Linked DNA regions of Mus musculus: region 1 is linked to region 2. Evidence: chromatin contacts called from public HiChIP or PLAC-seq data. All regions are on one chromosome and are shown on one strand. Each heading gives the region's core, a stretch centred on a gene start, on an enhancer-like site or on the middle of the called end of the contact. The rest is flanking DNA. Distances are from core to core; before and after follow the strand shown. Region 1 overlaps Gm46246 (a long non-coding RNA gene). Region 2 overlaps Rgl1 (ral guanine nucleotide dissociation stimulator,-like 1).

The links. HiChIP or PLAC-seq counts read pairs in DNA pulled down with a chosen protein or histone mark.
Region 1: a contact with region 2 is called in an H3K27ac HiChIP or PLAC-seq map of embryonic stem cells, with 7 times the contacts expected there. The contact joins two enhancer-like sites. A contact is called at or near these places in 2 of 484 Hi-C or Micro-C datasets (cerebellar granule neurons and cerebellum), 4 of 115 datasets of contacts at active chromatin or transcription factors (embryonic stem cells and large pre-B cells) and 1 of 9 other capture datasets (embryonic stem cells).

Annotation. Positions count from the first base shown.
Region 1 is chr1:153,374,170-153,381,285 of GRCm38.p6, forward strand. It overlaps Gm46246 (a long non-coding RNA gene), which reads right to left. Exons shown (of 2, transcript XR_001779877.1): 2 at 3,688-4,230. Among named protein-coding and RNA genes, the nearest start is that of Gm46246, 19 kb to the right of the region's middle. Within about 2 kb of position 1,377, at least 25 of the 459 cell types and tissues checked have an H3K27ac peak or open chromatin away from gene starts, as enhancers often do.
Region 2 is chr1:152,526,465-152,534,021 of GRCm38.p6, forward strand. It overlaps Rgl1 (ral guanine nucleotide dissociation stimulator,-like 1), which reads right to left. Exons shown (of 18, transcript NM_016846.4): 13 at 7,042-7,163; 14 at 5,042-5,131; 15 at 1,809-1,995. Among named protein-coding and RNA genes, the nearest start is that of Gm51749, 9.8 kb to the right of the region's middle. Within about 2 kb of position 4,332, at least 20 of the 459 cell types and tissues checked have an H3K27ac peak or open chromatin away from gene starts, as enhancers often do.

The DNA.
Region 1 (7,116 bases), core at 127-2,626, 840 kb after region 2:
CCCGCCAACTGTAAAATTATTTCATGACTACTTAATAACAGTAACCTCCTGTTGTCGTGAACTGGAATGTAGATATCTGATATGCAGGATGGCCTGGGGCAGCCCCTGTGAAAGGCTTGCTTGACACCCCCAACACTCGGGGTCATGACCCCCAGGTCTAGAACCACTCACTGCCCTAGATGGTTTGCACACAGTTGCAGCCTCCTTTGGCTCAGAGACTGCAGTCACACTGGCTTCTGCCTGTTCTTAGACACCACACACTTCTGCCTTGTAGGATATATGCTGGCTACCATGGTCCTCTGATCAGGTTTTGAATAGATCTCAAGTTAAAAGTTCCTAACCCGTAAAGAATTTTTCTCCTGTCTAATTAGTTCCCCTCTGCTGTTTTCTACCTCCTTCGAATAAAAACCACATCTTAAACATTGTACTTTACTCCAGTGTTTGAGACAGGGTCTTCCTGTCTTGCTCAGGCTGGTCTTGAACTCGCAAGCTTCGTTGATTGTCTGGTCTCAGATTATAAATTGCTAGGATTAGGCTCTAAGTGAAATTTATTAATTATACCTTATTATGTTTTAATGTATTTATTGGGTGTATGTGTATGCATATGCATGCATCTATGGAGGTGAGAGGATGACCCGTGGAAACCAGTTCTCTCTTTGCGCTATGTATGTCCTGTGGATCAAACGCAGGCATTCAGGCTTGGCAGTAAGTGCCTTTACCTTCTGAGCCATCTTACCAGCGCTTAAACATTTCTTAAAAATGGATTCACTGTCTGTCTGCCTCTGTCTGGGAGCAGCCTCTTACTAATCTTTGTATCCTAGCATCTGGCAAACTCAGGAAGTTACTAGAGTAGGGCTGACTCCTGTAAGCCCAGCAATAGAGAAGCTGAGGCTGTGAGTTGAACCCACCTTGGGCTGCAGAGAAAACCCCTTTCTCATAAAACAAACAAGCCTGATAGAAAAGAATTTGAGCCACATCATATTACAGATATGTCAAAGTGAGTAATTTACATCATTTATAAAATATGGGTCAGCCCTGAGGGTATGCCTACTATGGTAATGGGGTTGATTTCCTTTAATAAATCCTATTTTCTGTGTGATGCATCCCATCTTGGTATGCTTCTCCTTGGTTGAAGGACGTCCGGTGGAAGCTCCCAAGGTACCATTAAAGCCTTGTTTGAAATTCCATCTACTTTCTAGCTTGGCCACACAGCACACAGTACTGATCAAAGTTCAGTGAGGAAAAGAGGCAACTATTTTTCTTGGTTTAGAATCTAACTGAACTTCCACCAAGGGTCTCTGGTTGGGTGGGTCCAGTTTTGTGAATGAATGATTCCTTTGCCAGCAAACGATATTGCTGAACCCGGCCATTAAGAAGCCAGGAGGCATGACCTTGGGGTAGTTATCATCAGTAATCTACAGCAACTGTTAGAAGGTTTCAGTTCCTACTGTTGGGCAAAATTTTAACAAACAGACTTAAGTAAAATATTTCTGAAGTTAAAAACAAAACAAAACAAAACAACAACAGCAACCAACCAACCAAAACCCCACAGTTTTCCTTGGGAATGTTTTTAATATGTGTATACGCACACACACACACACATATATATACACACACACATACATACATATATACATATACATATATATGTATGTGTGTATGTATATATGTATGTATATGGTTGTATATTGAAAAATGTAAGCAATTCTCATGAAATTATTATGAATTCACAATTTAAAAACCAAGAACATTCATAAGTTGATATCACTTTAAGCTTTTGAAAAATGAAGAACTGAAATAATTTGTAAAACCTAAAGGGAGGCCTCCTGTGGTCTGTAAATGCTGACTTCCAGAAGTTAAACAAGTTAGAGGCCAACCTGACCTACTTGTGAAAGAGAGAGAAAGAAAGAAAGAAAGAAAGAAAGAAAGAAAGAAAGGAAGGAAGGAAGGAAGGAAGGAAGGAAGGAAGGAAGGAAGGAAGAAAGAAAGAAAGAAAGAAAGAAAGAAAGAAAGAAAGAAAGAAAGAAAGAAAGAAAGAAAGAAAGAAAGAAAGAAAGAAAGAAAGAAGAGGGGAGGGGAGGGGAGGGGAGGGGAGGGGAGGGGAGGGGAGGGGAGGGGAGGGGAGGGGAGGGGAGGGGAGGGGAGGGGAGGGGAGGAAGCAAGCAACTCAATCACAGCTGTTGGAGCAGGATTTAACTGATCTTGTATTTTCACAGCTGGACGGCTGTGATTCTATTCTTTCTTTCAAACACCCCACCCCATTAGTTACTGTAACTGCAGTGAAGGCAGAACAAGTTTGTCTGACCTCAGTGTGCTCCGAAGCCAGGGAGCCCTTAAAATCCAAAAGACACTCTAAAATGAGAGAAGTAATATTTGTTTCTTCCTCCAAACGGAGACCCCACCCCTCTCCACCCCCAGCTTTAAATTCAAAGGGTTGATGGTAAGTCAGCTGAGGGAGACTCTAGCCCACACCTGTGAACACCACTGCTCCCCTCACTGTCCCATTGTGTTTACTTGTGAGAAGGAATCTCCCAAAAGCAAAAAGCGAAAAGCGTTCACTCCACTTCGAGCTTTTGTTCACAGAGGTATCACACTGAGCGGGAATGTGGGTGGGGTTTGAATTTGTAAAAAGCCTGATTAAATTTATCTAAAATAATCCTATCCTATCTTATTGGGTCCTGAATTCAACCCAGTCCATTCGTAAGCAAGATTCTTAGACAAACCCACTCACTGTTTAAAATCCCTTGTGTTGCAAATTAAACAGAGACCATAAACCAGCCCAGTCCTGGCTTGTGTCATCTCTGATTCAATCTGCTATCAGTTAGATATTGGAGGAGGATTCCTGCTGCTTTGCTGGGTCTGTCAATTTTTAATAAAAGGCCTGAATTGCTCTGAGTGTCTCGGAATCTTCTGTTTCTCTTTTAGTGATAAGCAAAACACGTCTGTTGAATGCCTAGGATTCTAACACTGATAGAGAGACAGCCTTTACCCCAATACTCTTCTGAGATTACGTCATAGTGACAAGGGCCCGAATAGTCTCCAAGGACTGAGGTATGGGTGGGGAGCCCTTAAAAGCAAATTCACTTCAATGTTGAGTTTAACCATTTTTATGATATATTTTTTTTGAGACAGTGTCTACTCTCTAGAGTAGACCAGGCTAGCCTTGAAACTGCAGTGATCCCCCTGCCTCAACCTAAGTTTTGAGATTACAAGTATGTGCCCCTAATATCCAGTATGATAACATACATACATACATACATTTATTTATTTATTTATTTATCTATTTATCTATCTATCTATCTATTTATTTATTTATTTATTTATTTATTTATTTATTTATAATGGGCTGGGGATTTACCTTAGTTGGTAGGACACTTTACAGGCACATGCAAAGCTCTAGGCTTGACCCCCCCCCCCATTACTGAATTTTTAAAAAACTAGCAGTGGTGACACATGCCTGCAGCCTCAGAACTCAGGAGGCAGGGACAGGGGCTCAAGATCACCTTCAACTATATAGAAAATTCAAGACCAGCCTGGGCTACCTCACCTATATTGACCACCCTCATTCCATCCTCTAAAAAATAAAAATAAAAAAAAATAATATAGCGTACCCAAGAAATACAAACGAAGTAAGAGAAGCTGGCAAATGTCTCCCAATGACAATAATAAAAGATGCAATGAAACATCTCAAAGAAAAATGCCATTTTACTCTGTGGCTGTAATTCTCTCCATAGAACTGACCCTCATTTAAGCAGTTTATTCAAATTGTTAGACGGATACTCATAGCTGGCAATCATGGCTCAATAAACCATAAGAGACCAAGCAGAATGCAGGAAGTCTCACACAGTTACTGTAAGGACTGACTTCAGGTCACACTGGACAACACTGAAAACCATAATGCTGGCCTGAGGAGGAACCTCTGCTCTGTTGCCTAGCAGCTAGGTGACTTAGCCGCATCCTTGCTGCCTGCTAGCCTCAGAGCTGATTCCCAGATAAGGACTCAGTCTGAGGATTCCATCTTGTCTTCTCTGTTTCTTCCATGTTTGCAGCACAGATGTCTTCAACAGAGAGGACTTCCTTCCGAAGGTGCCTCCTGAAACAAGGCCTCACATGTCTGCGTCTTTGGCTGCCAAGGACCTCAGGGAACTGTGGCTTTTTATGTTGGAGACGTTTATGTCGAAGAAGCAGACCTCGTAAGACCAGAGATTTCCCAGAAATAGCATAGATGTCCTGTGGTATATACAACATGCAGACCGATTACTTACAAGTAGCTAAAATAAACCTATCTTTGTAGACTAGTGATCTCACGTATTTGTTACAAGGACAACTGACTAACATAGTAACCGTCTCACACCTGTAACATTCTGGCTTTTTGGTCTCATGTAGCTGAGACTGGCCTCAAATTCCTAATCCTCCTGCCTCCACCTCCTGGGTGCTGGAATTACCACCATACCTTGCTTACATCTCTTTAAATAATCTACCAACTTCTGAAGGAAATTTGCTGTGTAGCAAACTGGGAAGATTGCCCTGATGCTTGAGCTCAAGAACCAGCGGGGCACAAATGCTAGTGAGCTCCCCTGTCATGTGACCAGCAGGGCTATTCAAGTCACACAGACCGGGTTGCTGAGTATGTCCACAACGGCCACGATGATGTAATACCTCTCTCGTCACACAGTACCAGCATTCTTGAGCTTTGAAGTACCATTTGCCAAATACACAACCTGTATAGAATGGAGCCACGACAGGAATCTGAGAGGAAGTGAAACCATCCATTAAATCTACAATGGGATCAGCAAACCAATTTTTCAATAAGAGCTCTACTGCTGAACATTGTCTGATAATCCTAGGCAAACCCACCATGACTAACGGTACAGAGACAAGAAGCCAGAACCTAGATCCAGATGTGCCTTAAGCACCACAGCTCCCAGAGACTCGTAGGCTGGTAAGTTTCTATACTTAAAAAATGTGGGATGCGGGCTGGAGAGATGGCTCAGCAGTTAAGGGCACTGACTGTTCTTCCAGAGGTCCTGAGTTTAATTCCCAGCAGCCACATGGTGGCTCACAACCATCTGTAATAGAATCTGATGTTCTCTTCTGGTGTGTCTGAAGACAGCAACAGTGTACTCACATACATAATACATTTTTTTAAAAAAGTGAAATAGAGAGGGAGTTCGTAGAAAAAAAAGCATCACTCCACAAAGGTGAGCGGCAGTCTTGGGGTCCCCGGCATTATATAAATTCCAGGTGAGTGTGGCAGCCCACCTGTAATCCTAGCACTTGAGAAGCAGGGACAGAGTCCCTGGAGCGAGCTGGCTGGCTAGACCGGCTGAATCAGCCAGCTCAGGGTTCAAGTGAGAGATCCTATCTCAGTATGTAAGGTGGAGAGTGATCTAGACAGACACTCAGATATATAAGTCCTGGCTGCTGCGTGCATGAACATACCTGAGCATGTATATCCACACCTGGGTATATATACACATGCACTCACAAAGGTTCAAACACATGTACACACTCATCACACACACACACACAGTCACACACACACACACACACACACACACACACACACGATTTCTATCATGTATTCTCTAAGGCAACCAGGTATCTGGTAAGTGAGTGAGGTTAGTGTTTTGACTTTGTGTCACTGGACCAACTTCCTGGAAGAACTAATTTAGAGGCACGCCAAGGTTTTAGTGTTAGTGTGTATGCTTTCTCTCCTTCGAAATTCTATCTTCCTCAGAATGTACATCCTCTGCTTGGTTCTCTTTTACTTTGAGACAGTCCCACTGGGTAGCCACAGTCAGTCTCCACCTTGTGATCTTTCAGTCTCTGCTTCCCCTGTGCTGGGATGACAGATGTAGGCCACCACACCCAGCAACAGGATGCGCTTTGATGCAGACCCATTGCAGATGCTCGGAAGGATAAGCCAGGCAAGTTACAGATGAACACATATATCCTGTCACCCTGCCAGCTGCAGATTTGGAAGGCTCACCCAGAGAAGGAATTATTGCCAGGTAAGAGGCTGGAAGCCCGGGCCTGACTGAGACTCTGGACACATCTGGGCAGGCCAAAGGACTAAAGGCCTAGGGGGCTTTGTTGAACAAGTGCTGTTCAAGGGAAGTCATCCTTTTCTCCCGAGGCCTTGCTTCTGGGGGGAACATACCCAACAGTGAGGAAACAGGACGTGAGTTATGTTTTAGATATGAAGCTGTCTGACATAAACAGCATCTCTCTCCTCACTGCCTCTTTGATCTCAGAGGGTAAGTGGAAAGGAACATTCTAACAAGAGAGGAAAACAGAAAGAGCGGTCCTGTCTTTACCTTGGGAGTGCTATGCTGAAAATAGTTGCCTCTGGATCGTTTCCCTGAGCCTTTGTCTACAAAGCATGATAGTCACCTTTAGTTAGCTCAGGCAAGGATGTAGGAATGGGGAACGAGAAAACTGCAGTCAAGGCCAGTTCAAGGCAAGTTTCAATTTATCTTATAAATGTCCTTTATTTTTGTCTCCCATCCTTGAGAAGTTAATGTTTTGAAAGAAGCTTAAAATCTGAGCATTAACTAATGATTGGCTAGAAAACCCAAAGAGGGTTGGAATGGACAGGTTCGAGATGGTGCCTGGCCTTCCCTGGCACCAAAACTCGAAGCCTTCACTGCATTCAGCGCCGGGTGCATCTCCCCAGATGGGCATTTAAAGCTTGGCACAGTTTGCTCCTGGTGAACTTTATCCCATTTGTGGACCTGCGGCTTGCCTCAGACCCTTTCTGACCTCTGAGCTTTTGGTCAAGCTGCCCCACACCCACTCAGAAGATTCTGGTCCTCCCTTTGCCCCCAGTATGTGCCCATCAAATTTATATGCTCTCAGCATCCCTGGAGGGCATTGGCTAAGGAGTCTAGCAAGTTGGCAAGCTCCTGGCTTAGAGAGCAGAACCTTGAAGCATAAGGCAGAGCAAGGCCGAGGAAGTCATCTGATATCGAGCTCTGTCCTCCACGTGCAGGGTCATCCATGTGCACGTGTGGCACACATGCATGTGTGCACATACATAAATACTAACTCACATATACTAACACACACACACACAAAAATGTACCCTCATAACAAATGCTGGAGAGGATGCAG
Region 2 (7,557 bases), core at 3,082-5,581:
CCTTGGGCTTTCCGTGATGCTAATAACACTTATAGTTGAGGGGGTAATGCGTTAGGATGGTGAGCTCACACGAGTTATAGAGACTATCCTCACAAGGATATAAGTGGTGTGGAACAAGCATAAAGGTAACTGTTTATAAGTGATGATCAGGCGCACGAAGAAGGAGGAATGCATATTACACTTTACTTCTAAAGAGAACAACCTCACGAGGGCGAGCAAGAGAGAGGCGTGGAAGAAGGAAGAAGGGAGAAGGAGCCTTGCGGGGAGCGCCTGTCTCTGCCTCCCCTTACGGCAGTGGCTCTGGGACTCCAGGTGGACATACACGCCTGGCTTTTTGTACTTTGGAGGAATCTCAACTCAGGGACTTATATTTGCGTGGCAAGTGCGTTGTCACTGAGCTATCTCCTCTGGATCCAGCTGATGCCAAGGCATGGGGAATGACAACATACTGGGTTTAGGACACATGACTTTTGAGACAATAGTCAGATGTTAGCTGTCTGAGGAATTTGAGAGTGGTTGGGTCACCTCTAGCTGCTGAGTCCTAAAATACCTTTCTTTTTTCTCTTTTTTTTATTAGCTATTTTCTTCATTTACATTTCAAATGCTATCCCGAAAGTCCCCTAAACCCCACCCCCCTGCTCCCCTACCCACCCACTCCCACTTCTTGGCCCTGGCGTTCCCCTGTACTGGGGCATATAATTATGATTTGGGGACACTTGAAGGGTCTCAGACTGGTGTGACTGCTAAGGACATCATGCAAAGCAACACCAGTGCCCCCTACAAGGCAGAAGACAGAGCCTGTCACCTGTACTCTCTCTCACTGGTGTGAACCCAAACCAAGAGGCCAGAAGAAATGACAGAACAAGGTGGCCAAAACTCTCCCCAAGATGCTGTGGATTGCTGTCATGGCAGAGCTGATCTCTGAGCCAAGCTCCTTGACCAGTAAGGGGACTGAAGGAGATATTTTCTCTTACTTATTTGTGCAGCCATGAGAAAGGGACTGGATGAGGATTCCAGTATCCGTGCGTACAGCTTGCTATTTCCGCTGTGGTTCACTGTATCACCATTATCAAATCCTCACCCTGCTGCAAACTGCGCCCTCTGCCCTGTGAATTGTTTCATGGTTCCTCCCATTGAAGCTAGATCGTATCTCCCTGATTCAGTTATTTATGTTGGATTGGACCACATGACTGCTTTAAGCAATGGAATGTTGATAGGTATGGCCAAGAAAGGGCTCTCCCTGTGTGTATCTTACAGGGCTGGGCTTCTTCCCCTCTTCTTCATATGTTTCAGCATGCTAAGAGGATGTTTTGGAAAGTCAATTACTCCAGAAAAATAAATGACAGATAACGGAAACAGGCTTGGGTTAAAACTGTGGTGTAGGGCCCAAAGTAGCCAGTCCCCAAGAAACATGGAGGTTGTTCTACGTCACTGAGTTTTAGAGTACTTTCCTGTGTGACCTGCCATGGGACAGGTGTGGGTAAGAGCGCATGGCACCAAAAGGCTGGCATGCATCCATTTCTCGGGTTTTGTTCCTACTCAGGCGATCCTGCATCTCTTGAATAGAGTATATTTATTTTATGGGCCACAATCCTTCAGTGCACTTAGATATGGGCATAGAAATGTTTGCAGGGACAAATGAAAGCGCAACCTCCTTAGTACTTTGTATCCTTTTTCTCTGAGGAATGTGCTCCCAGAAGGAACTCTGTTTCTGATGTACTGAAAAACTTGGACACAGACACTCTTCACGTGGCAAGCAGCACGCTGGGAGCTGCAACAGGAGAATTATGGGAAAGCTTAGTGTGTACCTTCTTTTGGGGCTCATCTGGTGTGTCCATGGGTGTGACGGGGCCCTCCTCAGCCTCGGAGTGGTTTGATTCACAGGACGACACACTGACTGAGTCCATACTCTCCCCAGAGCTCCCACTGGCTGCGGACTTGGGCTGCTCTTTGGTGGGAGTGCTCCCGGGGATGATGTCAGACCCCAGAAATAGCCTGCAGGAGACAGAATGCCACACATCTGAGCTGTTACAAACCTAGAACCCATGACTGACTGAATAATGTGTGCTGATTAAACCCCTTAATGTTTTTCAATCATGTATGCTCTATTGTAAATATTGCTTTAGAAAATACTATAATATTCTAACAAACAGTATTGACTAGATAGTCAATTTAATTATACGTCCCAGTTGATTATGTCCAGCTTCAAATAACACATAGGCTGTTTAACTAATGCGGTCAGAGTCTAAGTCATTGGTCCTCCATCTTTTACATGGACAGCACCCCACCCCTTATTGATTCTTAGCCTAAAATGAACTTTAAACTTTGTGAAGCTGGAAAAGGTGGGTGTGTTCCGAATAAGAAGCCAAGGAAGAACACTTCTGCTTTGAGCCATCTGGCAAACTAACATAACCCAAACCCTTCTCCATAAAATAACTAGGTAGGAAGTATTATAACCCCCTTTGAGCTGAGCTGGTATATGTAAGGGAAATCCCTGTGGGCCAGGCCTTACAGAAAAGGGAACTGAAAGTCGGAAGTTGATGAGCTATTTCTGCAGATGCTCTGGTTGGGAAACAGAAGGAATGAATGTTGGCAAAACAGTCATTGTTAAAAAAAAAAAAAAACCACTAGCACAATTTAATTATACGTAATAATGGGGTTCCATTGATATTTCCATATATGCTTTCAGTATGAACTGATTCATGTGTATGAAGTTAACACATACACAGCACTGTGAAATGACGGTTCTGCTTACTAAAGTAAGGTTGAGAGAACCTAATCTATATAAAGCCAGGCACTCAAAGGGCTTTACCCGCAGTAAGGAGACAGGTTAGAAAAGTATCTTCCCACAGACACAGGAGACAACAGGGACGTCTGCCTGGCCTGGCCTGAATTAATACAGAAGAAATAATGTGTCTATGCATGATGGTCCTGATGGACATGAAGCTATGGGAACAGAGGTTAGGGGTATAATGAAAACACAGAAAGCCCTGTGCACATGTAAGAGCAGAGCCAGGAGACACTGAGCCTGGCAAAGGGACCAGACAGATGCAGTGCCTGAGAAGATTCCAGAACTGCTGAGCCATAACAGCTCACGGATCCAGGAGGCACTGCACTCTCACATCACAAACTCTCACATCACAAACTCTCACGACAACCGAGAAGTCTGCGGGTGGGCTTGGCAAGTGCCGGGGGAAATTACTTGACCATGGAGAACTGGCCAATGGTCCCTAAAGACTGCCCTGTTTGCCCCTAGCAAGTGCAGGGAACATCACCCAGATCAATCTCAGGTGTGTAAGTGCCGGGATCTGTGTGAGAGCGCAGCGTCCTAGAAGTAACGCCTGCCGTCTTTGGTCCCTCACATTCTAATGGTCAGCTTTATGGAGCAGAGTAGGTCCTCTCAAGCTGCTGCTACAGACACAGATACAATCAAAGCCTGCATCACATGATTGCCTTTTTTTTTTTCCCCCGAGACAGGGTTTCTCTGTATAGCCCTGGCTGTCCTGGAACTCACTCTGTAGACCAGGCTGGCCTCGAACTCAGAAATCCGCCTGCCTCTGCCTCTGCCTCCCGAGTGCTGGGATTAAAGGCATGCGCCACCATGCCCGGCTTATGAGTACCTTTTCTAGTCCCCTTTTCCTCTCCTGTGGTTCTCTCTCCTCTCCCTTAGACCTTCCATCTCTCTCTTCCTTCAGAATGTAATTTTACTGTACAGTAAAACTTCTGTAAGCTTAACTCTGAGCTGAATCTGAATATGCTTTCTGGTCCTCTATTAGAAGCGCTTGAACCACCTTCTCCATACTTTGGTTTCCTGGGCTCTGTGATTGGAGCTAATTATAGAAACTGGTTCCTAGATCATGTTGTAGATTTTATAAACATATGCATTGTTCTTATAACAGTCCTAGCTCTCAGCTCAATTTATCTATTCTAAACATACTCACTAATCACTTACTGGGGGTGGGGGCAGCATTTAGACCCTGTGAACTGAGCGACAAATACAACCGAGGCTTCTCTACATGGACTTTAAGTTCAATACAGACGCATACAGTATACAGTATGGCGGAAGAAGATAATGCGATGGAAAAAAAATTAAGACAGAAGACAATCAAGGGAGGGTGTCAAGGACAGATATGATGAAGGGCTACAGTGTCCAACACGCTTGTCAAGATGACATTTCTACAAACACCCAAAGGAAGTGAGAAAGTGAGCCAGGTGGCTCTTTGGGAGAAAAGTTAGTAGAACAAAAGCAACTAAAAACGACTGCCTGGTGTGTGGGGAGGTCTTGAGGTAGCTGAAGTACAAAGTGTGGAGTGAACCAGAAAGAGGGGACAGAGAGGTGGAGCCAGGCCGACAGGGTGGTACTAATGCTTCCGGGCAGTGGGGTCCTATAGATGGTCTAAGGCCTCTGGATGTTATCCAAATGGAGTGAGGTCTTTCAAAGTTGACCACAGAAGGCCTCCTCGTCTGCTACACATGATGAGCAGTGAATGCTTCTATTATAACACTGCTTCCTCTAGACTGTGAGAAGCATCCGATAGGAATGAGAATAACCAGAGGAGACCTCACCGTCGGGAAGATCTCTTAGGAGAAAACATTCATGCTAACATCTGAAGCTGGCTAGGAAAAAAGACCACTGCTAGCCACAGGAAGGGCTAGTGTGAAGGCCCTGAGCAGGCAACAGCCTGCTGTGTTTAAGGTTGGCTAGAAGGCTGGTGTGGTGAATCTTGGTGAACTGTTGTAAGCGAGGGAAGGTTGGGAGTAGACCCCATAAGGCCTTGTAAACTAGGACCTAGAGTTGAGACTTTATTTCAAAATAAAACCATTGGGAGTTTTAAAAAGTGACATAATCTACTGTTCAAAGGATCACTAGGCTATGTAAGATGACTGCAGAACCGTTGCTGGCGTGTCCAGGACAGGAACGGATGGATCTAATGAGTTGTTTGTGTTCAGGACAGAAAATGCACCCTTCAAGTGAGCATTCAGAGCTACTGAATGCACGGTCCTCTCCCCTCTCTGACAGGACCCCTGACAGGGGACTCACAGGCTCAGCCTCTTCACCATGCTTTTCCGAGGCTTAGGGGAAGTGGTGTTGGCGTCGGCAGCGGCTTCAATCTCACACGAGAGGGCGTAGCTGAGAAAGACAGGGGAGGTTTGAGGTCAATCTTTAAGTACAGAAGATCAGATTCCCAACCCATGTGATTTAGTGGAATGCCGGATTCAGAGGAAGGTTCTGCACAGCCAAAGGAAAGCTGTGGACTGTGGTGTCGTGGCACGAGCCTCGGCGGGAGCTTGCTGACGGCCACGGCTGATAACTTTCCACTGCACGCCTCTTCCTCCTCCCCTACCCCTTTCAGAGACAGATGGATAGAGCCTGTCCAGTTCTGCAGGCTTCAACTCCAGGACGTGTGGCACTGGCAAGAGCTGAAGCTGACAGCAGCCTGCCCTTGATCATCCTCATCTAACCCCAAGGCTGGGGGTGGGGGGAGGGGAGGGTGGGGAAGGATCACCCTCCCTCTGTGAATCACCCTGCCCTTCCTTTCTGCTTCCTCCTGTGACTGTGACTGTGTCTAGGTACACATTATGTTGTTTTCTAACATGTTAGAAAAATGAAAGAGGGTATTTTTGTAAAATATCTAACCTTTGGTGAATAGACATATGAATTATATTAGTTATAAAAATATATAAATGTAACTACCGACATTATCTTTAATGGCCAAAAGCTGCCTCAACTATAAATGCTTCTGCTTCACATATTGATGTGCCAGGCAAATGCTAACAGATACATGCACAAGGGGAGTTTCTGCTTTGGAGTGTTTCTTGGGAAAGCCTGGGTCTGTAGCTAGCACAGGTCCAGGGTGAATTGGAAGAAGGGCCATGACGCCCATCATTCCTGCACTTCAAAGCTAGGGAGCAGCCAGGCCGACCTGTTGGGACTCTACTGCCCCTCAAAGCCCCAACTCTCACAAATACTTATTTGCTGTTCATTCCACTCTTCAGAGAAAAGCTCAGGTCTACCTCAGGGATCAGCAAACTTTCTCTGAATCAGACCAGAGAGTAAGTATTTTAGGCTGTGGGCCATATGGTCTATCTTTAATGCACCAGAGCAACCAAAGATGCAAATGAGCAGGCTACATTCCATTAAAGCGTTATTTATGAATCCTGAAATTTGAATTTCAAACGACTACTTTTCATGCCACATTCTTTTATTTTTTTTTTCCTTCTGCCACTTAAAAATGTGAAAACAGAGGGCAGGCCACATATGGCCTACAGACTAATCTGACAACCACCAGAGGAAGAGGAAAGGTCGGAAGCCACTGGGCCAGTACTCACAACACTAGAATCAGTGTGCCTTTCTTTGTATGTCAGCCAATGTTTTGAAAGCTGCATCCTGGGCCTCACCCACCCCAAAGGCATCACTGGCCTCCAAACACCCAGACTGTCAGGACCCCAGGCCTTCACTCATGTTCTTATCTTACTCTGTCTGGAATGTTCTCCAGCTCTTCTAGTGAAATCTCCCTTCACAGCCCAGCCTACTTGGTAGTAGCTGTCAATCTTCCCCATGCCCCACCACTTCCTGGCCAGTGATCTGTTCCTGCCCACAGGTCCACAGCACTTTGCTCTCCTATTTCATCTTTCATGAGATCTCTTTTTTCCTCTTCCTCCACCCCATCTCCACTCCTCTCTCCCTGAAGGCTCACACCATGGACTCTGGGACAATGGCAGGGGCAGTGATGAGGAGGAGCATGGCTACTATTCTAATAGGGCTTTCCAGAATATGACTTCACACTTTAAAGCAAGCATTTTACAAATAGGCGTCCTGCAGACGGGGAGGAATAAAAGACTCCTTCTAGGCTTCAATGGTAAGTGATAGGACAAGACCTAAAACCCACCCTCTAGTTCTGCAATCAGCTTCCCTCTGAAAAGCAAGGACCAGAACCTTACAGCAGCTACTCAAGAGCTGTCTAGCAGATAACCCGGCAAGGTACATGCCTCTTGCCAGGACCACCATACCCCTGACAGAAGACAGACAGGTCAGCCTACCTTTCCTCCTCTGATAGAAGCTGCTGCCTCTGGAACCACTGGATAAACTTCTGGTCTGGGCCCATGCAGTAGCTGTTGCAAGCAGACTGTAGGAGCTTTATCTGGGCAATGACTTCAAATTCCTAAAGTAGACAGAAAACCAGGAGACTGAATAATATGATGAAATAAATACAAGTCTTTTCTACATGGAACTGTAACACTCTAAGGGTAACGTACGGAGAAAGCCATTGAAGAAGACTCTGCAATCTGGCTGCCTTAGAGAGTAAATGAATACATCTTACAAGTTCTAACTCAGGGGTGGGGGTTGGCTATAGTTCAGTGGCGGAGTGCATGCCTGGTGCATACACAATGCCCTGGTTTCAATCCCCAGCACAAGTAAAAGTAGATTTTAAAATACACATATGCATCACTTCAACTCTTGAAGTCCTTGTATGCCTCGTTTCTCAATCCTCTCTTCTTGAAAAAGAAACTCACATGGATAAAACAAGCCATCCAAAGAAGCCGGCTAGTCACCAA